Regions from separate parts of the Rattus norvegicus genome. Here region 2 is linked to region 1. The links are chromatin contacts, called in public Hi-C maps. All regions are on one chromosome and are shown on one strand. Each heading gives the region's core, a stretch centred on a gene start, on an enhancer-like site or on the middle of the called end of the contact. The rest is flanking DNA. Distances are from core to core; before and after follow the strand shown. Region 1 overlaps Arhgef33 (Rho guanine nucleotide exchange factor 33). Region 2 holds the start of Morn2 (MORN repeat containing 2).

Region 1 (3,925 bases), core at 960-3,459:
GTGAGACTTGAGGCAAGTTACCCTGCACTTGTGTTTAGGGAAAGCTCGTCTGATGCAGTGTGTGGAGGAACTGTTCACTTGCATGGGCTCTGGAACACCGCTTTCATACATCCTAAGTAGGACTCGGACACTGGGTCTCGGTTCCTGAGCTCGTTCTACCCACTCAAGCTCCAAGTTTAAATTAGTGAGAGGGCTTCAGTCTAGTTGCATACGAGATTATTTCTAGAAAGCCTCCTCCCTCTAGGACTTCTGACATGAACAGACTGGAGAAGGTACAGAATGGAATGGATTGTCTAACCAGGAGAAAGAAAGAATGCGTCCCGGACTGGGCACTCAGACGGACTGGGCTAACTACCCATTAGTCTCGGTTTCCTTTGCGGTGGTTGACATAACTGTACTGACTTCTGCATTCTACCAAATGTAGCATCTGTGTGGTTGGCTTCAATAAATCTTTCCTTTAAAAATGAAAACAAGCAAACGCAAGAGTGTGTAATGTAATGTCTAGATTAAGCAAGAGCCCCTGATAACCATTTGAATTTCAGGGCCTTGGTAACCTGTGGACAGTTATTTCATTGAATCAAAAATAGATATTGTTGTGCTTTCTTCCTGCTCCAGTGTCCTACACGGTGACTAACACTGACATAGGCAGTTGTCACAGTAGCCCCCATGAAGCACTAGAGAGATTCTGTGTGTTCACATAAGACGCACATATCTTAAGTTTTGAAATCCAGGGGAGTAAAAATGATTCCAGGTCTAGGAGGCAACTGTTTTACAATGCGAAGCAATTTGGATAGATAAATACTTGAAGACAATTAAAACCAAATCAACCTGTACTTTATCTGTGTGCTGAGATTTTAGGTCCAGTGGATCAGAATACAGGGAAAAAACTAATGAGAACCCCTCAATGGATCCTTCACCCACCAAACAAGATTTCTTCAGAAACCGACTTGCTCTTGCAAATGACCTTGACCAAGGAACAGCTGTGTAAATACATTTACAGTTGTATTGTCGAGTGGTAAGAGGAGGGTAAAAGCTTGTATATATCTCTGTAGGAATATATATATATATATCTCAATGTATAAATCCCTAAGGAAAACTAATATAAATATTTACATATGAAACTAAATCAACATACAAGATACTGAAGAGATGAAGATTAGTGTACGGTTAAGACTTGGCTCTATGAACCTCAACACTTGGGAAAAGGGAAATGAAGACTTTCCACATCATTACAGAAAAGAAAACATACTAAATTTGGAGGAAAATAAATGTTTGTAAGAACAAACCTTGCACCTTGAAGTCATTCCCCAAGTACAGTAATAAGCATGCTCCTTTTTAGCATGGGTGTGATTTTGTGCTTCCTAGGGATTTTAATGCTTAGTTCATGAACTCATCCCACTGTGCTTAGACTAGTACACTCTATGTGAGGGTCCAACTGTGTCTTGCTTCCTATTTTTGCAGAAGGCAGCTATAACATCCTTCACGGCATAGGATTACTAGAACCAAATTTGATGTGTACCAATCAGAGTTCTAAAGAATTTGTCCTTAAACTATGACTTAGAAGCTTCAAAACTTAAAGATACAGTCCTCTCCAACTTATTCTATGGTTATGGAAATCAGTAAAGGGAACAGGGTTGTGGCCAAAAAACAAAGAAATATTTTCTTTGTGTGGGCTGTGTTGGGACTGCAACAGTCGTAGATCCAGTAGCTCTCATGAGTGTTAGACCCACTCAAGCCCGCACAGACCAGGAGCAAAACTGACTCAGCCACATCCTCTTTCAGAGGCTGTGCACCCAGGATCTTGTGCTCAGACACTAAGTTACATCCCCAGCCCCAAGGCTTCCTTTAGTCTAGGCTGACGCTGACCCCAGCACCAGTTCTTTGATGGTCACATTTGCATGGTGGTTACTACCGACACAGGTCAGAATGAAACCTCAGGGATGTACCACTCAAGTCTCCTAGGAGGGAGCAAAGAAGCTTTCATAGCCCCTTTCATAGTAGAAGACTCAGTCCTACTTGAGAGAGGCCTGCCTGGCTCTGGAGTAATCAAGTGGGCTGTTGAACCCAGACACGCCCCAGATGGCCAGCATCCTTTTCCTTAGTAGGCCCCAAACACCAGCTTTGTAACAGGAAGAAACAGAAAGGTTTAAACTACTTGACTCCAGTGGAAGGCAGCTGCTTACACAGTTTCAGTATTCACACTGACTCATTCAGACGGTGCCTCTGTAGGAATGCTCTGTTGGATGCTTTGTTTTTAAGTATGACCACCTTTCTCTTGTCCAGTGATTAAGTGAGAACACACGTACAATTAAATATGGGGAACATGTAAAGGACTACTACCGAATTTTGGGAGTTTCAATATTTAAGTGCTAGCTAAGATTTTCATTTCCTGGGAGTTAACAGACCTCTGAAGTCAGATTTTTATCAGGCTAAAATTGTTCTGGGCAGTGTTTAAAAGTGCAATGCCAAATCAACCGGGCATGAAGAGTTAAACAACTAAACTATGAACAAAAATAAGAATTCTCTTCCTTCCATAACCCACTTGTCATCAAAAGTGGTTATTAGAAAGTTTTAAAATATCACACACCTCTCAGATTTTATTTTGATAGTATACCCCGTCCACACCTGCAGACCACCATGGTACATTATTAAACTAATAGTAATGTTGCCACTCTGGGTCCCTGTTTGCTGTTAGCTGGACACTGAATGAGTGCACATCTACCCACCTCTAAGCACTGCCTCCCACGTCCCTAGCACATTCCTATTCCCAAGCGCACTTGTCTACGCTCTTGTCTATGCTCAGATTCCCGAGACCTCAGTGTCACCGTTTAGGGCCACTCTCTACAGGGCTTCTAGTTTTCTGACTGTCTGCGGTTCTGCATAAACTGATAACTAAACCAGACTCCTCCTTTTGCCAGTAGCCATGCACTTTCCAGCTCAGTCCTGCTTTCTTCACATCCCTGCTTGGATTCTTCTGCTGTGCTGATCAGTAGATCCGGGTTAAGCCCTCATATTCCTGAGGTCCTGTGTGGTGTGACTAGTTCACCTCTTGATATTTGTCTTACCTTCCTACTAAGAAGGCAAGTCCTCTCAAGGGCAAGGCTACGCCTTTTTCTCTTTTTGTGCTCCATAAATCATTTCCACTTTGCGTGTGGTAGAACTTCAGCTTTGTCAGTTCAGTCTCCACATTTTTAAAGGAAAACGCCAATGAGAAAAGTAGTAAGATACAGACGTCTTCAAAATCAGTTAAATAGACCACGCCATTCTCACTAATATTAAACAAACAAACAAACAAAAAACTTCAATTAAAAGAGTGATAGTTCACTCCCTTTTCTCCTGGCATATTTTATAATCTTTCAGGATGGCACTGCAAACTGAAAGGGGAGGTGGGGTCTTTAGTGATGTGTGATACTTGACATAAAACTAGGAACAAAGTCAAGGAGAGACAGTTGCTGTGCGCCTGGCCTCCAGCCCTCTGACCACTGGTGTCTGCAGGAAATGACGCGTGTGATAAGCACCTCAGCAGCGATGCTGATTTGTCTTAGGCCAGGAGGTCCCAGAAGTAACTTTTACAGCCCTGAGGGATCTGCATACAAGTCCAAGCAAGGAGCGGCTAATTTTTCTGCGTTCAGAACTGGATCCTCTGAGGAAGAGGGCTGTGTGGATTACAGGATCCTTTTGCTGAGCTATTCCGTCTTCTAAGTGTTTCGGCTCACCTGAGATCGAAACTAGACCATTAGTGAAACTCCTTCAGTGGAGTTCTGTGGTAGCTGACGGCTTCTCCACCCCCTCTTTCTTATGTCATCTCAGTGATGACACCATGATCCCCAGATTCCCAGAACTGTATCGGTCCCATTAGAGTAGGGTTATTTGGGGTTATAGGATCCACAGAGCTACATTTACGTTTACCTAGATGAGATTTTGT
Region 2 (3,925 bases), core at 1,018-3,517, 110 kb before region 1:
AGCCTCTCTTGAGGAAATGCCTCCATGAGATCCAGCTGTAAGACATTTTCTCAAATAGTGATCAAGGGTGATAGGGTGGGTGGTACCTGGGTTCTATAAGAGAGCAAGCTGAGCAAGCTGGGGAAGCAAGCCAGTAAGTAACATCCCTCCATGGCCTCTGCATCACCTCCTGCTTCCTGACCTGCTTGAGTTCCAGTCCTGACTTCCTTTGGTGATGAACAGCAATGTGGAAGTGTAAGCTGAATAAACCCTTTCCTCCCCAACTTGCTTCTTGGTCATGATGTTTTGTGCAGGAATAGAGACCCTGACTGAGGGCTGAAGAGATGGCTCAGTGGTTAAGAGCACTGACCGCTCTTCCAGGGGTCCTGAGTTCAATTCCCAGTAACCACATGATAGTTCACAACCATCTGTAATGGGATCCAATGCCTTCTTCTGGTGTGTCTGAAGACAGTGAGAGTGCACTCACATACAAAAAATAAATCTTTTAAAAAAAGAAAACCCTGACTAAGACAGATACTTTTTCTCCTTGGTGAGTAGAAACCCCCCACCCCCCCAATGGCCAAACACCATATAGAAATCAAATAAAACACAAATAATGTTCTCTTTCAATTTAAGATTTAAAACTTGTCAGGCAATGGTGACATAGCCCTTTAGTCCCAACACTCCAGAGGCAGACAGATCTGTGAGTTGGAAGCCAATCTGGTCTACAGAGTGAGTTCCAAGCCAGTCAGGGTTACACAGAGAAAACTCTGTCTTAGAAAACAAAACCAAAACCAACCAACCAACCAAACAACAACAACAACAACAACAACAACAACAACATCTGATTATTTCAACTTCTCTCTAACCCCAGATCCTCATTAGATAAGAACAGAAGTCCAAACTACAAGTTCTCTAAAGACAGCAGGATATACACACACTCACAAAACCATAATGACATTAAATGATTAACATGTGACTGAAGAAATAGCACAAATTAAGTTCTCTAATGCTGTGCATCAATAATTACACACACACACACACACACACACACACACACACACACACACACACATCTCCTTCCCTCTCCTTTTCCCCCTCCCCCTCTGTCTTTCCAGACAGGGTTTCTCTGTGTAGCCCTGGCTGTCCTGGAACTCCTTTGTAGACCAGGCTGGACTCGAATTTATAGAGAGTCATCTGTCTCTGCCTTCAAAGGCATGCACTACCACGCCCTGCTGCATATCGTGTTTTTGTTTGTTTGTTTGAATGTAGGAAGAAAGGAAAACATACATCAAACATCTCACCACCCAAACCACCCAGCCGAGGTCAATTCATGGTTGAAAGAAAGGCAAGAAGATTCTGTACTGATTTTAAAACAGGTTGCCTCACACCAACACAGAAAAGGTTACATTTTCAACTTGAGCTGTGATTTTCACACAAAAATTTGAAACAAGATTATTGTATGCCGATTACAGCGGCATGCGATACCAAGTTCCCCAGATACCACATTCCCCAGACGTTTACTGTAGAATACAAATTAGACTGTATAATCCACAGGGGAGAATTCCACTATCTATCTAGCCTGCGAAGATTTCATCTTCTTCACCGTAGACACTGGATCTAAGTTTGGCTCTAAAAGGATCCTTTGTTTCACATCCAAGTTTGGCTCCCACGTCCAGCATCATCAAGCTGAGGTGATGAAAATGAACCCACTCCGCTTGCCTCCCAGGCAAACCTCTGACTACTATACATCACGCGGCTCCATTCAGATATCTAGTCATGCAAAGTTCCTTTCTTCAACATTCATCTTCTCCAACCCTCTCCCCAAATAGCCCCTCGGGTCGACACAGGGCCACAGACAGGAAACGGGGCTGGGGGCCCTTCCTATCCAACCCTGCTCGGAGCCTCGGGCGTGGACGACCTCGACTGCAGATCCCGGGGTCCCCAGGATCCTGTTGGTCCCGGTTCACTGGCCCGGAGCTGACAGACAGGACCATCGGGGCAGGACGGTCCTCGGATGTGAGCTCTGGAGAAGGGAGGCGGCAGGCAGGCCTGGCAACCTTGAACCCGCGCGGCCCCGCACACGCCACGTTAGGCCGTACCTGGCTCGTAGCGTCGCTGGCCTCAGAGCTCAGGAGGCGGCACCCAGGGTCGGGGTCCGGGCTGGGTTCGGCCTCCTTCTTGGACCTCACCCGCAGCAGCTGCCCCGCCCAGGCGTCTTCCGATTGGCCCCTTGCATGTTTGCTTCCGGGTGAGAGGTCGCCCGGTCGCCCCAGCAACCGAGGCCCGCTCTGTCCTAGCGCCCAGCTCCCTCCAGCCTGCCGAGCTGGCGAGCCTAGGGGAATCGCTGAGTCGCGAAAGCCTGTCCTACACGTCTCCATCAAGTGAGTGCGCTTCCTCCCAGGCCTCTAGGGAAGGGCGCCTTCACCTGGAGCCGATGGACCGGGAGCCAGCTGCAGCGTTCGCAATGGGGTGGAGGGCAGCGATAGCCCGGTGTCGGGGAATCCGGAGATATGGTCTGGGCCTCCGAGTCTGTCGTTGGTTCGCTGTTATCTCTGGATTTGTTTCCTTTATGGTGCCAGAACAATCGCAGAGATTCTTTCTAACTCACATAATCCAGAGATTTGAATGGGAAAACGTCACCCCTTTATTTAGAGAACATTTTATTAGTAATCGAACTCACACGGATAAGGCTTTACCTCAGTGAAGTAACCCCTGTGCAAATGGAAAAGAAAGTAGGCTTAATGTTTCTAGACCAATATGGCTGCTGATTTCTGTACAACGACAGCTCAACACGGTGAACCCGGGTGCTTCCCCATCCCAAACTTGAAAGCACAAATACAGTTTAAAAAAATTAAAATTAAAGGTGAAAATATCTATATAAATATATTTATAAATATGTATTAAGACAAATAATAGCAGTGTGCTATGCATCAATAACAACAGCTTTTCCAGGTCCTGTAGTCATAGGAACAAAATCGTAGATGTACAGCCTCACCTTAAAAACAAACAAACAAACAAACAGGCAAACACCACCAAACAACCAGAAAACAGGACAGGTCTGTGACCATTAGGGTACCAGCACAATATATATATACGTATATAAGTATATACATATACATATATGTGTGTATGTATGTATGTGTATATTATTTAGCTTTCAAATCATCTAGAAAGAAAACATCCTGAGTAATATTGAAACCATCTTTGATAAAGCTACCAAAGCATATCATGCAGCAGGTGGAAGATATGTTACATTCACATGATCCAGTGCTGCCCCATATTTGTAACACTAGAGGGCACAAAAGGCATTTGAGACTTCTCTCTCCTTTTTCAGCAGAGGGCCCAAACACTGGTGTGACACAGCTCTTTTTTTTTTTTTTTTTTTTTTTTATTTTATTGAGTATTTCTTATATACATTTCGAGTGTTATTCCCTTTCCCGGTTTCCGGGCAAACATCCCCCTCCCCCCTCCCCTTCCTTATGGGTGTTCCCCTCCCCATCCTCCCCCCCATTGCCGCCCTCCCCCCAACAATCTAGTTCACTGGGGGTTCAGTCTTAGCAGGACCCAGGGCTTCCCCTTCCACTGGTGCTCTTACTAGGATATTCATTGCTACCTATGAGGTCAGAGTCCAGGGTCAGTCCATGTATAGTCTTTAGGTAGTGGCTTAGTCCCTGGAAGCTCTGGTTGCTTGGCATTGTTGTACATATGGGGTCTCGAGCCCCTTCAAGCTCTTCCAGTTCTTTCTCTGATTCCTTCAACGGGGGTCCTATTCTCAGTTCAGTGCTGCTGGCATTTGCCTCTGTATTTGCTGTATTCTGGCTGTGTCTCTCAGGAGCGATCTACATCCGGCTCCTGTCAGCCTGCACTTCTTTGCTTCATCCATTTTGACTAATTGGATGGCTGTATATGTATGGGCCACGTGTGGGGCAGGCTCTGAATGGGT

What was found. A called contact is a pair of places that touch in the nucleus more often than the background predicts.
Region 2: a contact with region 1 is called in a Hi-C map of the A7r5 cell line, with 2.1 times the contacts expected there. The contact joins the promoter of Morn2 here to the enhancer-like site in region 1. A contact is called at or near these places in 2 of 12 Hi-C or Micro-C datasets (the A7r5 cell line and kidney).

The regions. Positions count from the first base shown.
Region 1 is chr6:20,368,490-20,372,414 of GRCr8, reverse strand. All of the region lies in intron 17 of Arhgef33 (Rho guanine nucleotide exchange factor 33), which reads left to right. Among named protein-coding and RNA genes, the nearest start is that of Sos1, 84 kb to the right of the region's middle. Within about 2 kb of position 2,209, at least 1 of the 93 cell types and tissues checked has an H3K27ac peak or open chromatin away from gene starts, as enhancers often do. A contact at or near this core is called in the A7r5 cell line, where this site is marked.
Region 2 is chr6:20,475,825-20,479,749 of GRCr8, reverse strand. It overlaps Morn2 (MORN repeat containing 2), which reads left to right and starts at 2,267. Exons shown (of 5, transcript NM_001126086.2): 1 at 2,267-2,363. It also overlaps a transcript of Dhx57 not described here.